Linked DNA regions of Muntiacus reevesi: region 1 is linked to region 2. Evidence: chromatin contacts called from public Hi-C data. All regions are on one chromosome and are shown on one strand. The core of a region is the stretch at or near the end of the contact, and the rest is flanking DNA. Distances in the headings are between cores, read along the strand shown.

What was found. Hi-C and Micro-C count contacts between places; a contact is called where the count stands out from the background.
Region 1: a Hi-C map of muscle shows a contact between it and region 2, with 2.9 times the contacts expected there. The contact joins the promoter of YKT6 here to the promoter of NUDCD3 in region 2. A contact is called at or near these places in 2 of 3 Hi-C or Micro-C datasets (blood and muscle).

The regions. Positions count from the first base shown.
Region 1 is chr6:73,162,811-73,166,943 of mMunRee1.1, forward strand. It overlaps YKT6 (YKT6 v-SNARE homolog), which reads right to left and starts at 2,653. Exons shown (of 7, transcript XM_065939251.1): 1 at 2,404-2,653. The coding sequence starts at 2,507.
Region 2 is chr6:72,954,076-72,958,015 of mMunRee1.1, forward strand. It overlaps NUDCD3 (NudC domain containing 3), which reads left to right and starts at 1,477. Exons shown (of 6, transcript XM_065938636.1): 1 at 1,477-1,934. The coding sequence starts at 1,743.

The DNA.
Region 1 (4,133 bases), core at 1,403-3,902, 210 kb after region 2:
ACATATTACCTGTTCCTGTCACCTTGTCCCTAACACAATGCAAAGTGACCCCTGAGCTTATAGACTAAGGAGACATTGCTTCCTGGTTTCATTCCTTCCCTTCCAACCTTAGGAAGAACTAATAAACACTCTGTCAATGATCATGAATACAGATAATTACACATCATCACAACCATTCAAACCACATCTGCTTGCTACTGAGCAGACCCAAACAACCCACTTCCAGACTTCTGGGGAATCTTCTACAGGTTATAGTTAATTTAACATTTTAGTCAGAGTATGATTTGGGACACAGCAGAGAAGCAGAGGCCAGCTCCTGTTCTCAAGGCTCCACTAACTCCCAAGAAGTGGGAAGAAATAAAATCTGTGATGGAGACAACTAAGTGGCAAAAACTGTTCAGTGGATGCACAGTCAGTTATGGCAGCTGCCACATGCTGGACCCTGCAATGCGACAGTGAATGCTGGCTCTAGCCTCAGGTCGGGTGGGGCTAATCCATGGTACAGGCCTGGGACACTCTGGACGGAATTGAGGGCAAGGGCTCAGCCAAGACAAGGAAACAGAAAATGGTTTGTACCAAGGCTGAGGGAGAGGAGGAAGTTCACAGGCCCAAGAAAAAGATGTGGCCAGAATGGAAGAGTCACAGGTGAAAACAGTCCAGCTGGAGGGACCAGAGTTAACAAGAAGCCTCTGACTGGGAATGTCATATAAAGGGCTGTCAGTGCAGAGTCCTGACTTGTGGAATCCACAGTTGGTTCCAGCAGATTCATACACTCCTGAGATCACATCAAGAGCCACACAGCAGAGTGAGGACTCACAATGTCTGGAGTGGACTCCCCTGGCTGGGATCCCAGGTCCATCACTTACGAGATGTGTGACCTCTGGTAAGGGACTTACTGTACCGCGCTTTGTCTATAAATCGAGACGTGCTGTGATGACTAAATGAGCACTTAGCACGATGTCTGGCGCATAGTATTACTTGTTATTAATATCCTGAGAGAGTGAATAGGACCAGAAAAGTCCCTTAGAGGAAAGTCTGAAAATAAGGAAGTCCTTGCAATAAAACTAAAAAGAGACAGAACTTAGAGTAGAACTATAATTAGACAAAGGAAGAACTGCATTCATTGTGACATTCTGCATACAAGAGCCAGAAAAGCTGGAAAATGTTTTAAAGCTCTGAGGTTCGCATTCTGATAATCATGAGGTGGGCTGGACAGAAGAGAGGAGGACTTATGAGAAAAACAATGGGCTCAACTGGACTATGTGTTGTTTTAAGAGACATCTGTAGAGATTTCCCTACAGTACTGCCGTTGTGTTAATCATCTGAAACTGGTCTGGATACCGAAAACCAGTGAGATGAAAGTCCGAAAGTGAAATCTCTGAGGATTCTCAGTAAATGTCAGTAGGGAAAAGAGAGAAAGGAAAAGAATCAAGAGTTAACCAAGTTAACACCCAAAGTTCCATCACAGAAAAGCAGCAACACAGAACAGAGACTAGAAGTCATGATAGAGAATGCTAGGATCAAGAAGGACCCAAAAAGAAGCAGAAAGTTTCAACAAAATAACAAGTGGAATTGTTTGAGATTCTGCCATCAAGCCACTCTCATCAAGAACAAAACAGCCCACTGAAGTAATGAAGATAGAATCCAGATGCCACCAGACCTGGAGATTGGGTGTCCAAAGACACAGACTTTGTAGGATCCTTCTCCTTTTGTGCCTGAGTCACCGCCACCCCTCCCTCAAACAGGCTGTTAAGTGTCTGTGGTACTTCTAACACACACTTGATTGCATTAAAGTGCCTCGCAAATGTTCAAAGGTTTTTAAGCCCTAAAACCTCCATGCTTCCTTCCACAATTTCACTGTAGAACGCATTTGTACCACTAGAGCCCAACCGTAAAGAGCATACAATTTGGGTTGGAGTCCTGGCTGGTTTGGTATCCATCTCCTGGGGCCTCAGTGACTTCCTCCATAATATGACAGAGTGTACCAGGAACTCTCACACCGAACTGTTGGAAAGCCCAGGCAAACAACACAAACGTGGCGCTTAAGGTGTGGCACGTGAGCTTCCTGGGTCAGAACCACTGAGTGGGATTTGCTGGTTTAAGATACAGATTGCTGGAACTCAACTGGGCGTGAACCTAGAGGAATCTGCCCTTTCTCAAAGACCCCCGGTCATTTCTATACAGAAATTTTGAAAAACCCTGATTACGGACTACATTCCAGAACGGGCTACAGCTTTTCACGATTGAAAGGAGGATGATTTCTCAGAGGCACAATCCGCAGGCCGAGGAAAAGACCACCGGCTCCAATGCGGGAGGCCAAGCCCCGGGCTTCGATTCCCGGACGGTCTCCAACCCGGACCCCGGGCCTCCCCGTCCGGGCGCCGCCCTCCTGGGCCCGCTCACCTGGATCTCTGAAAAAAGCTGAAGGAGGACACATCGTATGCGGCCTTGAGCAGCACCGTCTTGGACTCGCCTTTATACAGGACGCTTAGGCTGTACAGCTTCATGGCGCCGGGCCCTTGGGCTGGCCACCCGCCCGGCCGCGGCACCGGTTCGCAGGGAGCAGCGCAGCGCCGCCCCTCGAGGCCGCCGCCGGCTGCTGACGGATCGGCCACCGGCTTCCTTCTCCTGGCTCGGGGTTCACTTCCGGTTCCGGTGAGGGACCGCCGCCCGAGGCCTAACGGAGTCTTTTCGTGCCCCGGATGCAGAAAGAAGCAGCCGGAAATGCGAACGAGGGGGTGGTGCGGGGTCCTGCGCGTGCGCGTGAGGCGTTGTCGGAGTTCTCGTAGGCCACCTCGGTGTTTCACTACGAGTCCTTACTCTTCTGCTGGCCTTATCTCTCCGAGGCCTTCTCCCTCCTTCCCTGGCCGTCCTGAGTCCTCCCAGCGCCCCCCGGCTTCTTCCCGGTTCTTCTGAGTACTGTAGGAACACCTGTGTCCCGGGGGCTGTCCTTCCTCTGAGCAGTGAGACCCAGAGCCCCACCCACACGCCAGTACTTTGTAAACCCTACACGAGGGACTTTGATTTATGCGCGAACTGCCTTCTAGAAAAGTCTTTTGTAAATCAGATCTCCTTTTTGAGTGAAGGATAGGGATCTTTTCGAGGCTCCTGCTGGAAGGTGAAGGCTTGCCTCTTATTTTCAGTTAATTGTACCCTCTCTTGCCCTTCCCACAGCTCCAAACTGAGGGAGCACTTGGCATACCATGACTTGGAAAACCTCATTTTGCTTGAAATGTTGAAATAATGCTTTTTCAGTGGATGGGGGTGAATAAGGCTCAGTTCTCTGAGGGTAGTACGTCTTATCTTCTTGTTTGTTAAATGGTATGTTGTCAGAAAGCATCTTGCAGGACAGACACAGCTGAAAGGACTTTGATATTTGGAAATTGGCGGGAAGGTTACACAACCGTCGTGCTAGAAGCAGCCAGATCTGAAATGATGGGAAAGATGGTATGTTTGAAAAACCAACAGCATCACTCAAAACATGACTCTCAATCAGAGTATCTCAGTCTTGTCACTGGTGATATTTTGGATTGGATAGCTGTTGTTGGGGGCTGTCCATGCATCGTAGGCAGCATTTCATGTCTTTACCCCAACTAAATGCAAGTGGTACCCCAGTGGCCATTTGGCAACCAAAAACGTCTCTGGACATTGCCAAATACACTATTCTGCTGGCTGAAGGAAGTTCCCACCACCTGCCTTTTCACTCAGCACCCTTCTCATCGACCCTGGGTGTGCGGAAGGGCTTTTTCCTATCCCCGACATTTTGGTACCAAACCTCAGGAACAGAGAGGCCAATGCCAGGCCAGTGTCTCAAAAAGGACGCTGAACTGTGTGTAACCCATCCTGACTGCACTGACACAATTTCCCTGTAGGGGGCGAGTGAGAGCCATTTCCGAAGAAAATTCTGAGTCCGTTTTTTTTTTGTTTTTTGGTTGGTTTTTTTTTTTTGGCCCCTGAACGTCAAACAAAAGGAGGAATCAGACGGACAGTATTTGTTGGAATAGATTTAAATGTATTCACTTGAAACATAGCAGTAGTCGTCCTGAACTTACCCTTACACCAAGCACTTTCCATATGTGACCTCATTTAATCCTCACAAAAACAGGAAGATACTATTACCACCTTACAGATAT
Region 2 (3,940 bases), core at 227-2,726:
ACAAAGTAGGAGACATTTATTGATACAATTTCAGATTTCACAGTGCAACTAATCTTTAAGAAAGTACAATTTGTTGAATGTTGGTGTAGTTTCCAAGAATAATACTCACATTTACTTGAAAAGGCAATTAAACTGCTATTTGTATAAGACTGGGTTTCTCATACTTCAGTCAAAACACCATACTGCAATACAGTGAACGCAGCAGATGTGAGAATCTGGCTGTCTTCAATTCAATTAAGCTAGATAGTAAAGAGATTTGCAAAAGTTTAAAAGGATGCTTTGTTTCTCATAAACTTTTTTTTTCTCATAAACTTTTACTGCTCTGAAGAATATTATTTCTTTACAAAAATATGTTAACATGTTTTTATGGTTATTAAAATACATAAATAAATATTTAAACATTTTCTGTTTTTATGTCCAATATGGTAACTATCAATAAACATAATACACATAAAATTTATGGAAGACTCCAAAGAGTCTTTGATATATTTTTAACAATGAAAATGGGTCTTTTTTTTTTTTTTTTTCTCCTTTTGGCCATGGCCACACTTGTGGGATCTTAGTTCCTGGACCAGGGATTGAACTTGGGCACTCTGATGTGAGAGTGCAGAGTCCTAACCACTGGGCCCTCAGGGAATCACCTGTAAATAAGTCCTAAGTCCAAAAAGTTTCAGAACGCTGCTCTACAGCAGTTTATCTGAGTTTGACTTTGTTCACAATCCATTAGAGTTCATACACTATTAAAATACATGTTAACTTGTAGGTTTCAGGCCAGTAGCTATGCAAATCATTTCTATCCACTAGGAAAGACAATCTACATCATTTTATAGGATACCAGCCAGCTTTGTATCCAATCTAGACATCTTACTCTGTTTTCTGAAAGAGTTATAAATACCCACTTTCTCGAAAAGCTTCTCCAAACTAGCTTTATCATATCATTGGCTACTGTTAATTAAAATGTGTAAATCTCTGACGTGTTCATTATATATTTGAGTAAGTGTTTATGTTTTGAGTTTCAGATTATGCTTTGACAGACCTTTAGAACACGTACACATTCTGTCTGTGTATATATATACGAGGCGTACACATGTATATACTATACACACATATATATACGTATATGTATATTTTACAGCACGGCACACCGGATTCTCTTTTCTGCATCTAGCTCTTTCCATTTAATCCTGGTACATGCACTCACTTGACAATCTTGTCTTCTTTTATTTATGCATATCACCTTGCATTTCACCCACGACTACGTTAGTAACGGGAAACACACCAACAAAAAGGTCGCATTTTCCTCTTTGGACTCGCAAGCAAAAGGTTCTCGCTGTCCCGCCTTGTTTCAGGACGTCCAGTCTGGAACACAGCCCACAAACCACGTGACAACAGCATGGCTCACGTAACAGTTGTTGTCGGCGCTACAACTCTTCCGCCAGTTTCCAACATGGCCACTAGGCGCCCTCAATGCCGCAGCCCCGGGCCCTTTTGCTCTTCGGGGGCCCACTTCTGCTCCTCTGCGAGACCGCCCCAGAAGCCCGGGGGCAGTAGGGGAGGTGCCCGGGTCCAGTCGGCTCCGGCGCAGTCCAGCCCAGCTCCACCGCGGGGGCGAACAAACGCGGACCGGAAGTTTCCCGGGCGCGCCAGCGGCCGGGCCGTTACTGCAGAGCACCGGAAGTGGCCTTAGGCCGGCGTCCGGGCCGCGCCCGCAGTGAGTGAGCTTTCCTCCGGCCGGCGACGCCATGGAGCCTGGGGCGGCCGAGCTGTACGATCAGGCCCTGCTGGGCATCTTGCAGCACGTGGGCAACGTTCAGGACTTTCTGCGTGTGCTCTTCGGCTTCCTCTACCGCAAAACGGACTTCTACCGCCTGCTGCGCCACCCGTCGGACCGCATGGGCTTTCCCCCGGGGGCCGCGCAGGCGCTGGTGCTGCAGGTAACGCGCGGCGGGCGGGAAGCTTGGGGTGAGGTGGGGGAAGATCGTGGGAGCCCCGACCCCCGCAAGCCCGCTCCGGTAGTCCCCGACCCTCTGGGAGCTCAGGCTCCTGCGAGCCCACCGCTTCTTTCGCTGCCGACCTCAGTTCATGCTCTGGCGCTTCCCCGGACCCGCCTCCTGCGGCCGCGGCTTCTGCGGAGATGCTGGTCTGGTATCAGTTTACTCCTGTGAGAGGTGCCGGCTCTAGAGCAGCCTGGTCCGATAGGGTGCATTTGGATACTAGAAGCTCAGGACCCCGGTCACCTCCAGCAGCGCGTAACTCTTCGAGTGACAGGGCCGGCCAGTCAGTGAATGAAAACAATGCAGGCTAGGCTGGGGAATGGGCGGCTGTAGCACGGACACCTGCACACCCCAGAACTACGACTGCTGGACGAGGGGGAGGCTGTGTGATGGGTGTGGTTCTTTTATTTGAAATGTGACTTTTCACGTCAAAGACAGTCATAGTATAATACTACTTAATAAGTTTACATATGAGCGTATAACTGTGCATCCCAGGTTAAGCTTATGTTGGAGGCTATCATTCACTGAACTTGACGGGGTATTTGAAATGTAATAAGCAAGAGTTCACACATTCAGCCACCGCAGGCATTGGAGATACACTGGTTATGCGGATGGTTAAATAATGGTTTCTCTGCTTGGGACACTTACGCTATATTTAAAGAGATGAAATACAGTAACAGGGACCTTTGCCTGTTATCTGACAGAACCATTGGAAGGAAAGGAATAGAAATGATCTTTTGGAAATGAAGACAAGTTTTGTAGAGGAGGTGGAATTTTGATGGGATCGAAAGAGCCTACTTAGTCAAGCATTGAGCCAGGAACCTGAGAAGGTAGAAATTCTAGTGATACCTCTCACTGTCGTCTAGCACTGTACAGTTTATGAAGTGATTTCAAAAGGTTCATCTCGTGAAGTCTTGCTACTAGCTTCAGGTTGGTCCGATATTACTTTCCTTAGTGCCTGCATGAAGAAACAAAAGCTTAAAATGTTTGAATAACTACCGGAGATAATATGGTCAAATGAGGAGTGAGGTTGGTATTCAGTTGAAAACTTAAGGCTGTTGCTCATCCTTGTAGTGGTTAAGTACCATCCAAGTGATCAGAGAGCTGTGTGTCAGAGATGGTTTTTAGCAAATCCTTTGGCAAATTAATAATTTCACGGAAGCTTGTGAAATAGATAAGGTTGAATTTTATGTGGCAGATGAGGGTGCCAGTTCAGCAGATCAGGTGGTTTGATTTGACCAAACTCATCATAGAGCTATAGCTCAAAACTTCATTTTTCCGATTCCATATTTTTCTGTTCTATTATTTAACCAGTCCATTGTAGAGTGGCAACACTTTCATCTAGGGTGATCTTTTGCAGAAAAAAGAAAGGAACATTTACTGAGCACCTAGTATGTACTAATTGTTATGTAATTTTTTATCGAGGTTGTCATTTGTTCCTAACAACCGAAAAGGTTGATCTTTCTCCTTGTTTTACAGGTGAACTGACAGAGGTAATGAATCTGGTAACAGTATGTAAGGGTAACAGTATGTAAGACACCTACTATGTTTTAGACACTCTCAAAGGTTAACACTTGGTGAACAGTTTAGTAAAGTGGAGGTGGGGAACAAGGCAAAGAGAGGGGTGGGATGGGCCAGAGGTGACCCAAGATTTCAGACCAGGGCACAGTAATAATGGTAATGCATTCACTGAACTGTCACCTGAATTTAGGGGAAGAAGCTTAGTTTTAGACAAGTTGAATTGGAGATTGCAGACAGAAGTCTCTGTCCATAGGCTGTTGAATTGTGGGACTGAAGCTCACGGGAGGTAGAAGAATCTGAGTGGTTTAAAGGAGAGGAGCTGAAGGTGGAGGAGCAGGGCAGAGAGAAGGTGCCTTTGGAGGTAAGAACCCCAGAGAAGGAATTGGAGAAGCTAGAGGCTGTGGGAGTGGGAGGGGGATGGAGGG